Regions from separate parts of the Oryctolagus cuniculus genome. Here region 2 is linked to region 1. Evidence: chromatin contacts called from public Hi-C data. All regions are on one chromosome and are shown on one strand. Each heading gives the region's core, a stretch centred on a gene start, on an enhancer-like site or on the middle of the called end of the contact. The rest is flanking DNA. Distances are from core to core; before and after follow the strand shown. Region 1 holds the start of FERMT2 (FERM domain containing kindlin 2). Region 2 has its middle 29 kb from the start of GNPNAT1.

The links. Hi-C and Micro-C count contacts between places; a contact is called where the count stands out from the background.
Region 2: a Hi-C map of embryonic fibroblasts shows a contact between it and region 1, with 6 times the contacts expected there. The contact joins the enhancer-like site here to the promoter of FERMT2 in region 1. A contact is called at or near these places in 5 of 6 Hi-C or Micro-C datasets (ear pinna, embryonic fibroblasts, psoas muscle and 2 more).

Annotation. Positions count from the first base shown.
Region 1 is chr12:23,416,914-23,422,177 of mOryCun1.1, forward strand. It overlaps FERMT2 (FERM domain containing kindlin 2), which reads left to right and starts at 3,572. Exons shown (of 15, transcript XM_051822203.2): 1 at 3,572-3,864; 2 at 4,242-4,407. The coding sequence starts at 4,251.
Region 2 is chr12:23,565,705-23,570,937 of mOryCun1.1, forward strand. No RefSeq gene overlaps it. Among named protein-coding and RNA genes, the nearest start is that of GNPNAT1, 29 kb to the right of the region's middle. Within about 2 kb of position 3,592, at least 2 of the 8 cell types and tissues checked have an H3K27ac peak or open chromatin away from gene starts, as enhancers often do.

The DNA.
Region 1 (5,264 bases), core at 2,322-4,821:
CCTCTGATGTTTTAAATACGAGCCTCCTACATTAGATAGCTGTTTCTGCACAGATTGTGACGTGGAGTACGTATCTGTAAGTCTGCCTCAGTGCCTTTCTTGCTACCACGCTTGTGTGAGTGTGTGTGAACATTTCTCAGTATCTCCTGACGTTCGAACTTAGAAGGGAAACCAAGAATCATCCAGCACGGCTTCCTACAAAAACTTTCTGTTCCCAAAGCAGTAAATGCAAGGAGTGCACTTCTTTGCCCTGGAAGCAGAGCTTTCCGTGTTATCTCAGAGCCTTCTTTGGTCTGGGTGAGAGCAGCCCAGTTCCAAGCAGTTCTTGCTTCTCAGTTTGCCAGTCCGTTCTGTGCTACCGACAAGGACTGCTACTTCTAGTATAAAAAAAAAAAAAAGTGGCTCTGCAACGTTCCTCTCCTTCTCACGTCCCACCCCCCCACCTTGATTTCTAAGGGCTCCCTAGTTTTATCAGAGCGTTCCCCACTCAGACAATCTCCAAGCCAAAGACCAAATTCTGCTCACCTAGCATTGCACAGGAATAATTCGATACATTTCATTTGGCTGACCTTATATTGCAACTTTAAGCACCTCCGCCCTGCATTTATACTCATACAAACCCTCTCTTAGTTTCTCCTGCTGCCAACCTGGCTCCTGCTTCCAAACGCAGGGATTACATTGTATATGAATCTTGAAGAAATCACCTTTTAAAGCACAAAGCCAGCACAGAGAAACAGCCGAAGTGGACCCGAGGATTACCAAGCCCCAGCGCTGCATGTGACGGCAGATCTGCGAGGTGTCGGACGGTCTACATCGAAGTCCAGTGCTTGGAACCTTATTTGGATATTGCTGCTTTCAAAGCTTGAGCTGTTCTTCCAAACACTGGAGTTCTCGGCTCCTTTTCAGTATGATGTAAGTACCACAAGTATTGCATTGTCTTAGAGATTCCAGTGGGGGGTTGCCGATAAAATTCTACATTAGAATGCACTGGAAAATCTTAGGTGGAAGCAAGCATTTGAGAAATGCACTTAAAGGTCTCACTTGATGAACCAGAAAAAAAAAAAAAAATCCCAGTGTCAGAGATTTGAGTCTGACTCCTCTTTCATCTTCAAGGCAAGCAGCAGCTTGAAATATTGACAAAGAAGGCCCTGAGGGACCAGCAGTACCATCCTGATCTAAATATCTCTCCAGGGAGACCCAGGCGAGGGTCTGTCTCCTGTGAGTTGGACATTGTTCACACAGAATCTGCAGGCATTCCAAAAGCTAGAAAGATCTCTTATAAAGCTGTGATTAAACAACTTCAAATTTTTAGAAATGAGGCGGTATTACAATATTAAAATTCCACGCCCTCTCTGTTGTAGAAGTGGATTAAGGCTGGCCCAGGGGTCAGAGCATAGGCACTATGGCAGCAGATTGTTCAGAAAGTAACTCCTGCTGGTGAGGAAAGAACTAGAATGTGGATCCTGAACATTAAAAGGGTCTGTGAGCCATGACAGTTAGCGTCAACAGCTTTTGAGGGGAAGGTGATCTTCAGAAAGGACATGGGTATTTGGTCCTATACAGGCATGCTGGAGAAGCTGTAGTTATTCTATGTCATTTATATTACACTAACTCTCCACCCCACCCCTCTAAATGCCGGAGCCCGTCTCTTTTTCGGTTTTGTGCCACTTATAATTTAGGCTACCTCATAGTATATGCATCCTTATGTGTAGCTATAAATCTTTTGGGCATAGGGTGGGAGAAATAAATATGTACATTGGAAAGTGGGGATTTCCCCATCAATGAGACAGCCCCAGTGGGACAGACAGGCTGTCTGACATTTGTGTTGATTTGATACCAGCATGTTTTCCATGTTCTTTGTGCCAAGCTACTTGGATATTTGCAGACAGTGCAAAAATTTGAAGTCCTTGCTCTCAACTCGAGTTTTATTTTGGGGCTACTAACCCACAAAAGGAAATCCCCGAAATTCCTGTCCAGCGGCTGCTGCAAGCATCTATCCTCGTGAGTGTCTACAAAGACGCTGCGATGCTGCCTCCAGTTCTAGGTATGACCTGGATGCAAAGTCAGGTGGTTTGTAGCAAATAAATAGCAGTACCAAGTGGGCTCAGCTTCTGAACAGTTTTGCTGTATTTCCCTGCTGCCTTTTTCTTTTGAATATATTTGCTCTCGATTTTACAGTCGCATGTAGTTTTTTTTTTTTTAAACCCTCGCAAGGCATTTTCTATTTTATTAAAAACATTTTCCTGTTTATTTTCAACAGCACAATTCACATAAACACTCCCTCCTTATCGCTTCCAAAGGAAGGATCTGGAACATCCTTCAGTAGAAATAACCGGGGAGTGCAGGGGCAGAGCCTGCAGGCATGTCTCTCCATGACGACGACGCTGTAACCCCACAGTGGTTCCCTCTACTTTTTGGTGACAAACCTCTGGCATCCGACTCAGCATCGCTGCGTTCACTCCTTTTTGGGTTCCAGTCCTTTCTCAAGGCTCTCACCTCCTGGCCCAGAGGTGTCGATGAACCAAAGTGTGTTTTGTTTTTGTCTGGCGGGTTTCCCTTCGAAGTGTTTGGAAAGCCATGAGGCTTTGCAAACCGGGAGCCTTCGTAGCGGATCTTACCCGAGGCTTCCTGACCTATATATTTTGAGCCGTGCACTGGCCAGCGAAGCGGTTTCCCTGGTTCGCTGTTTGTGCACAGAGTTCCCTCGGGATCGAGGTCGGCACAGGGGGCAGGGGGAGGCAGGGAGGCCGGAGGCCGGCGTTGCACCTTCCGTGCAGTCTTCCCTGGCCCTGCAGGAGCCACCGCAGGGCCTTCGCGGTGCGGTGCAGGACCCATCTTCGTAACAGGCGGCTGGTTCTCAAGCTGTCCAGATTCGCACCGGAGACTGGACAGGCCGGGGACACGCTTTGGCACCAAGGGTTTTCCCTGCCCTCAGCCCGAGCGAGGGGGCCCGCCCGCCACTCGCCCCGGGCTGCAGCTTCCCAATGGGTTAAGGCCTCGTGCAAACTCCCGGGGTCCCGTGGGAGTCGCTGACCGTGCCGGTCACCCATGGCACAGCGACGTTTGTGGCTCGCCTCCCCCACCCCGGGTTTTCTCCTCCTGTCGCGGCATGTTCGTGGAGCCGGCTTGGGCGCTCACTTTTTAAAGTTTTTACATCCCCAACTCGGCCCGCCGGCTCCAGGGAAGCGGCGCCCCTCACCGCCCCGGGACTCTGGGGCGCGTTCCAGGCCTGGGGAGGAAGCGGCAGGACTTTGTTCCCCGAAATCTGACGGCTCTGGGGATTCCCTGCGGCCACTTCGCCGCGCCGAGCCCCATCCTCCGGGCGGCCGCCGGCTCCCTCACGCCGCGGCCTCCGGCTGGCGGAGGAGCGGCCCGGACTCCCCCTCCTCAGGTCCCGCCGCCGAGAGCCCGGATGTTGGATTCCATCCCTGCGCCTGGTCCTTCATTTCCATAAAAGGGCAGCGCTCGGCGGGGCTGAGGTTGCCACCGCCGCCGCCGGCGCCCCCCGCCGCCCCCCGCCGCCCCGCCCCCAGCCCGGAGTCCGCGGCCCCCGCCCGGAGCGCAGCCGCGGGGAGGGCTGTGGAGGGGCCGAGGTCGGCCCCAGGCGCTCCGGGCCGCTCTGCGGGGCGGAGGAGGAGGAGGAGGAGGAGGAGGGAGCCGGCGAGCCCAGCCCGGACCGGACGGGCTGAGGGGGCGGGGAGAGAGGGGTGGAGCGCGCGGAGCCAGGCTGGGGGCCGCGGCGCCGGGACTCCATTAGCGGCTCCGGCCAGGAGGCAGAGCTGAGCCGGCTGCGGAGCGGGACGCGGACGCCGCCCCCGCGCCTGTTGCGGGCGAGCCCCGGGCCGGGTGCGCGAGGAGCGCGCGGTGAGGGGCCTGGACGGGGCTGCAATCTGCTGGGGAGCGCGGGTGGGGACGAAGACTGTGGAGCCCCCGGGCAGCGTCTCCCCGGGCCGGGCGCGGCCGGGCGCGGCCGGGCGGCAGGCAGGGGACGCCGCTGCGCTCCGCTAGGCGGGGGCGGCGTGGGGCGGGCGGGGCCGCGGCCGCTCGGGGCCGGGGCGGGAGCGCGGAGCGCCCAGTGCGGCTCCGCGGTGCTCCCGAGTTTGCGCGGGAGCCCCCCACCCCACCCCCAACACCGGGTCCTCCGGCTTCCCCAGCCCGGCGGCCGACGCCGCGAGCACGGTGGGCTTTGCCTTCGTTTGGGGGAGTGACGCTTACGAGAGCCATTTCCTCCGCGCGCGCAGGAAGGAGCCATGGCTCTGGACGGGATAAGGATGCCAGATGGCTGCTACGCGGACGGGACGTGGGAGCTGAGTGTGCATGTGACGGACCTGAACCGCGATGTCACCCTGAGAGTGACCGGAGAGGTGCACATCGGAGGGGTGATGCTGAAGTTGGTGGAAAAGCTGGGTGAGTAGCATCCCGGAGGCGTCCGGGAAGCGACTGGCGGGGTGGGGGAGGGGTGGGAGGGAGGCGGCGCGGGGGGGAGGGGCGGGTGTGGAAATCTTGGCGTCTCTTGGATACTTAAAAAAAAAAAAAAGTGAGATCTGTCAATATTTAAGCGAACCGACGCGGTTCCCTTGGCGTTTTGTTTGGCTAGCTCTGAATTTTCGGAATGTGGTGCTTGGAGCCCCTACTTAGAGACTTCATTGCGTAGTTGGGCTGGGGGCGGGGAGCTCCTTGATTCTTTGCATTCGCCGGCTTCACGTGGAAAGAAATGGGCAGGGTCTGCAGGGTGGCGGTGCGGGGCGTGTGGTTACCCATGTCTGGCGTGTTGGCGACGCTTGGCATCGGGAGTAACGCGAAATCCACGTTAGAAAGCCGCCCCCCACCCGGGGAGATAGGCGGGTGCTGGCGTCGCTGGGCAGTGGCGGTGGCCCGGCCGGCCGTGCGCCCCTGCGAGGGGTGGGCAGCGGCCGAGCGACTTGGAGTCCCCACCCGGTGCTCCAGCGCGGCTATTCGGAGCATTCGGTTTTACATTAACGAGCCAGTGGGAGAACCGTGTTCAGAAGCAGACGGGAAGGCTGCTTGGGGGTTGACAGTGTTCGCCCGAGTCCAGTCCCTACCGGGTGGCCCAGGTTGAAGGCAGGGTCTCTGACAGCATGAAACTGGAGGAGGTTTCCCAGTGCACGTTCTGTCTGCCATGAAGGAAACCGTTTTCCGCGGTAGCTAAACAGCTGGTGTTCAGAAGAGACTTCCCCAGTTTTCCATATCATGCACTTGTGGTCAGGTCTTTGTAGGTTGGGTTTTTCACTTTGAGGGTGTGT
Region 2 (5,233 bases), core at 2,342-4,841, 150 kb after region 1:
CCCCTTTTTACTTATTCTTAAAAATGCTTAGGAATCAGATAAACCAACAAAACACATCATGTAAGTTAGAATCCTTCCTAGGCTAGCTTGAGTGAAAAGAGATTACTTTGTAGTTTCTACCTGGGCTGTTGGAAGTCTGTTTTCTCAGAATGGACTTCTGTCTTCTCACTAATTAATACTTTCAAAAGCTATGTTTAAAATGACAAATCTATATCATAATCTTATAACATCATTATGTTTTTTAAAGATTATAATTTACTTATTTATTTGAAAAGCAGCACAACAGAGAGAGGATCAGAGAGAGAGAGATTCCATCTGCTGGTTCACTTCACAGAGGCTGCAATGACTGGGGCTGGGCCTAGCTGAAGGCAGGAGCCAGGAACTCTATCCGAGGCACCCCACATTGGGGGCGGGGAGCTGAAGCACTTGGACCATGGTGATTGCCTCTCTGGTGCATTAGCAGGAAACCAGATCAGAAGCGGAGGAGCCAGGACTCGAACCAGCGGTCTGATTATTGATGCGTGCATCACAAGCCTTTCTCACATTGCTATATTTATATTCTCTAAGTAGCTCTAAGAACTTTGAGAGAAAATAACGCCTGTTCACTATTTGCTGTCTACAAGGCCAAAGCATAGACCATTTCCCCCATATTTAGCATATTTTACAATCTCTTGTTTAAAAGTTGATTTCACTATTAATGCCTTTATTTGAAGTTATTCAAAGTATCCGGAGATAAATGTTAAGAAGTTTGCCTATAAACACACGGATGGCTAAAAATGGACTATGACTCAGACCAAAGAAATCACTTTAAAAACAGTCACAAAGCAAATCTGAACCTGAAATCTGTTTTTCAACAGCCACTCAAACATGCACGGGCAAACAAACCGAGCGACGCCTTTGTGACTTTATCGCCAGAGCACAGGACACTTGAAAACGCTGGCGTGAACAGAGAGACGCATGAAATGTGAGGATGTTCAAGTCTCGTTTGCGGTGTTCAAAAGTCATACCCTTGCAACTGTCAGAGGAAATACACACTGAAGGTGTTGTCTTTTGGACAGGTAATAAATTGTGTATTTTTGTGGGGTGCAGTGTGATGTTTTGGCACTTGGGTACACTGGATATTGATCAACTCATGCTATTTAGTCATGCTGTCAAGTCTTGTTATTTCTTTGTGTAGGGAACATTCAAAATCCTCTCTTCTGGCTGGTTTGAATGATGAGACATTGCTGGCAAAAATCCCCCTTCTGTGTAATAGGACACCAGAACCCACTCCTATTGTCAGGTGTGAGTTTGTACCTGTTAACCATTCTCTTCCTCTCTTCCTTCCTTCACCCTCCCCAGCCCCTGGTAACCAGTATTCTGCCCTCTGCATTTCTGAGCTCAGGTTTTTTTAAAGATTTATTTACTTATTAGAGAGAGACAGAGAGAGAGAGAGAGAGAGAGAGGCCTTCCATCCACTGGTTCACTCCCCAAATGACTGCAACAGCAACAGCTGGGGTAGGACCAGGCCGAAGCCGGGAGCCAGGAGCTTCTTCTGAGTCTCCAATGTGGGTGCAGGGGCCCAAGCATTTGAGCCATCCTCCATTGCTTTCCCAGGTGCATTAGCAGGGAGCTGGATTGGAAGTGGAGCAGCCGGGTCTTGAACTGGCGCCCATATGGGATGTTGGTATTGCAGGTAGATGCTTAACCTGTTGTGCTACAGCACCAGCCCTTGAGTTCAGATTTTGAAGAGTCCACATATGAGTGAAATCTTGCAATATTTATCTTTATCTGCCTGGGTTATTTCACTTAACATGATCTTCAGGTCTGCCCATGTTGCTGTAAATGACAGGATTCCATCCTTTCTTATGACTGCATGGTATTCTTCTGTGTGTGTGTGTGTGTGATATTTTCTTTATCCACTCATCTGTTGGTGAACACCTAGGTTGACTCCTTTTCTCAGCCACTGTGAATAGTGCAGCAATGAACAGGAGACTATAGATATCTCTTTGATATCTTCATGAAATCGATTTCTTTTTTTCCTAAAGTTTTCTCCATTTGAAAGTCAGAGAGAGAGAGAGAGAGAGAGAGAGAGAGAGAATCTTCCAACTTCTAGTTTGCTTCTCAAATTCCTGTCACAGCCAGGGCTGGGAGAGGCTAAAGCTATGCACTCCATCAGTTTCCCACATACCTGGCAGGAACCCTGGTAACTGGATCATCTTCTGCTGCCTCCCAGGGCGTTAGCAGGAAGCTGGAAGAGAGGCAGAGGCAAGGCTGCATCCCAGGCTCTCAGATGTGGGATGCAGGCGTCCCAAGGGGCAGTTTAACCTCCCACAACGCTGGTGAAATCTACTTCTTCCTGTCTTGTGGTAGCCTCAGTAAGGTTTTCATTTGGACTTGATGTGCTCCGCTCTGTTCCTTTTCCCCTCAGTTGGATTTCTTGCCACTTTTTGGAAAGATTTCTTTATAAAGAATTTGCGGTAGCTTTCAAGAGCCGAAGTCAAGCACATTCACACTGGACTAACAGGCAGTGAGGTGGCCACTTCCAGATGAAGCACCTGTCGGATGGCTCCTTGCAGGTCGCCAGCTGTGTATTCTGTCTACTTCAAGGCAGGCCCTGAGCAGAATGAGGAGAACTCAGGAATTTAGACGCTGGAGTTTCTGCTGACATTTCCTTGTGAAAATAAAGGGGCACTAAGGCACCCTTCCAGGCATGTTTATGGCTGTGGCTAAGACGGGACATGCTTTTAGGGGCTGGTAGCAGCTTCCATGCCCCCGGCTCTACTGCTTAAGCAGTGCTTAGTCTGAGTAATGGAGTGGCATTATCTGTTCGGGCAGCGACAACAAAAGCACCATAAACTGGGATGCCTATGAGTAACACAAGTTTATTTCTCACAGTTCTGGAGGCTGGAACATCTAAGATCAAAGTGCTGGCCGACAGATCGCGGAGGAGGGCCCACTCGGCTCATAGCTGGTGCCTCATTGTGTTCTCACATGGGGGAGGGGACAAGTGTGCTCTCTGGGTTCCTTCTGTAAGAGCACTAATGTCATTCACTAGGGTTCTTGCCCTCTTCATGCTATCACTTTAGGCATCAGGATGTCAAAATGTACATTTTTGGGGGAACACAAACATTTAGACCATCGCACTAAGAAAATGGAAGCAAATAATGACCTCTGGACTGCAGGATCTAGAAGCAAGCTTGGGAAGCAAGGGCCTAGAGCTCCCTCTGTAGACTGCTATAAAGGGACACTATGCAGAAGAGCATTTCCAAATCAGGAGAGATCTTAAAGGTATGGGAGCCATGTGACCCAGCTTTTCCAATGCCAACACAATTTCAAATACTGTGCCCCTCTCCTAGACCATGCATCGCAGGCCACCTGGGCTACCATCTTAATTTTATGGGCAAAAAAACAGGATAAATAATTTGCCATATATCACACACATAAATAGTGTGAGATGGAATGCTAAATGATCATTCTTAACTGTTTTTCTAACCAATCCCCAGGACAAAAACTGAAATCTAAATCTGGACCTTTCTCACTGCATACACTGAATCTGCTCTCTGTGAGCTGCACCAGTAAGATGATCTGAGGTAGGAAGGAAGTTTCACACGAGCTAACACCTCCTACAGGAATGCTGGCTCTGAGTATGACAGCCAGCAAGACTGTATTTCACTTAAACTAAGGATCATTCCAGTAACCAATTTTAGGATGAAGTAAGAAGCCACTAACAAGACATTTGGGTGTGTGAACTGTGTATTAGTTAGAAAACTTGATGCAAATTGCATTTTAACATTGAGTCAAATAATACACAGAAGGAAGAAAGGAAAACTTTGAAGGGGAAAATTGGACAATGTATATTCTGGGAGATTCATCAAAGTACAGTAATATTTTTAATATAACTCAAATACCACATTTACAAATTTTAGCCTCTTATATTGATTATTTCCTACACCATTTACAATTATCGGCAAGAAGTTTGTAAATGCCTGTAATATGTCATATCCTTAAGCTAATTTAAGTAATGATTGTCTTATTTACAAATAATATATGTCACTGTATCTTTGTAATATAAAGCATTATTCATATTTCTGCTTATTTCCTACACACAAGTGACTAGAAGCTCAACTAGTAGGTCAGGGTTTGGACAATTTAAGGTTCTCAATAGCATCTGTCAAATTAATTTTCAGAGTTCCACATCAGAGTATCTGGATTTGAGTCCCAATCTGGCTCCTGCCCATAGCATCCTGCCAGTGCACACCCTGGGAGGCAGCAGGTAATGGCTAATGTCCTTGGGTCCCTGCCACCAACGAGGGAGACCTGGACTACATTCTCTAGCTCCTGGCTTCAGCGCTGGCTCAGCCCCTGCCGTTGCAGGCACTTGGAGAGTGAACTAGCAGATGGGAGTTCTCTCTCTGTCTCCTTTCTTGTCAAATTTAAAAAAGAGGCATTAGTACTGGCCCTACCACAAACAAGAGTTTTTATCTTAAATAAAACAAAATTTCAACAAGTCTTAACTTGTTCATCTGTAAAATAAATTGGATAATCTTGAAGAACCTTTCCAATTTAAGAACTAGGCAACTTGTAGTTACAAAAAATAACACACAGCACCATCTAGAGGTAAAACGAAATACTTCTATACATTTTTCACTTAAGGATTCTTCAGTCTTACAACCAAAATAGCAAATCAATACATTTTATTGGGGAGGGAGATTTAATATATGTATTTTTATTCTTTAAATTTTTAATATTTTTGAATTTTAATTAGTTTTTAACAGTATCAATGTGTCTTGTAGATACAATTTTTTTAAAAAAAGAGTTATGTGAAAGACAAAGTTACAGTGAGAGGTAGAGACAGAGAGAGAGGTCTTCCATCCACTGGTTCACTCCTCAGAAACAGCTCCGCAACAGCCAGAGCTGGGCTGATCTGAGGCCAGGAGCCAGAAGCTTCTTCCTGGTCTTCCCATGTGGGTGCAGGGGCCCAAGGACTTGGGCCATCCTCCACTGCTTTCCCAGGCCATAGCAGAGAGCTGGATTGGAAGAGGAGCGGCCAGGACTAGAACCGGCACCCATATGGGATGCCAGCGCTTCAGGCCAGGGCATTAACCCACTGCGCCACAGCGCCAGACCCATAGATACAATTCTAAGAACATAATGATATTCCCTTCCTCCTTCTCCCCCTCCCTCCCTCCCATTCCCTTCTCTTCCTCCCACCCTTCTTCCCTCTTTCCCTCTTTCTGTCCCTTTTTTTAGT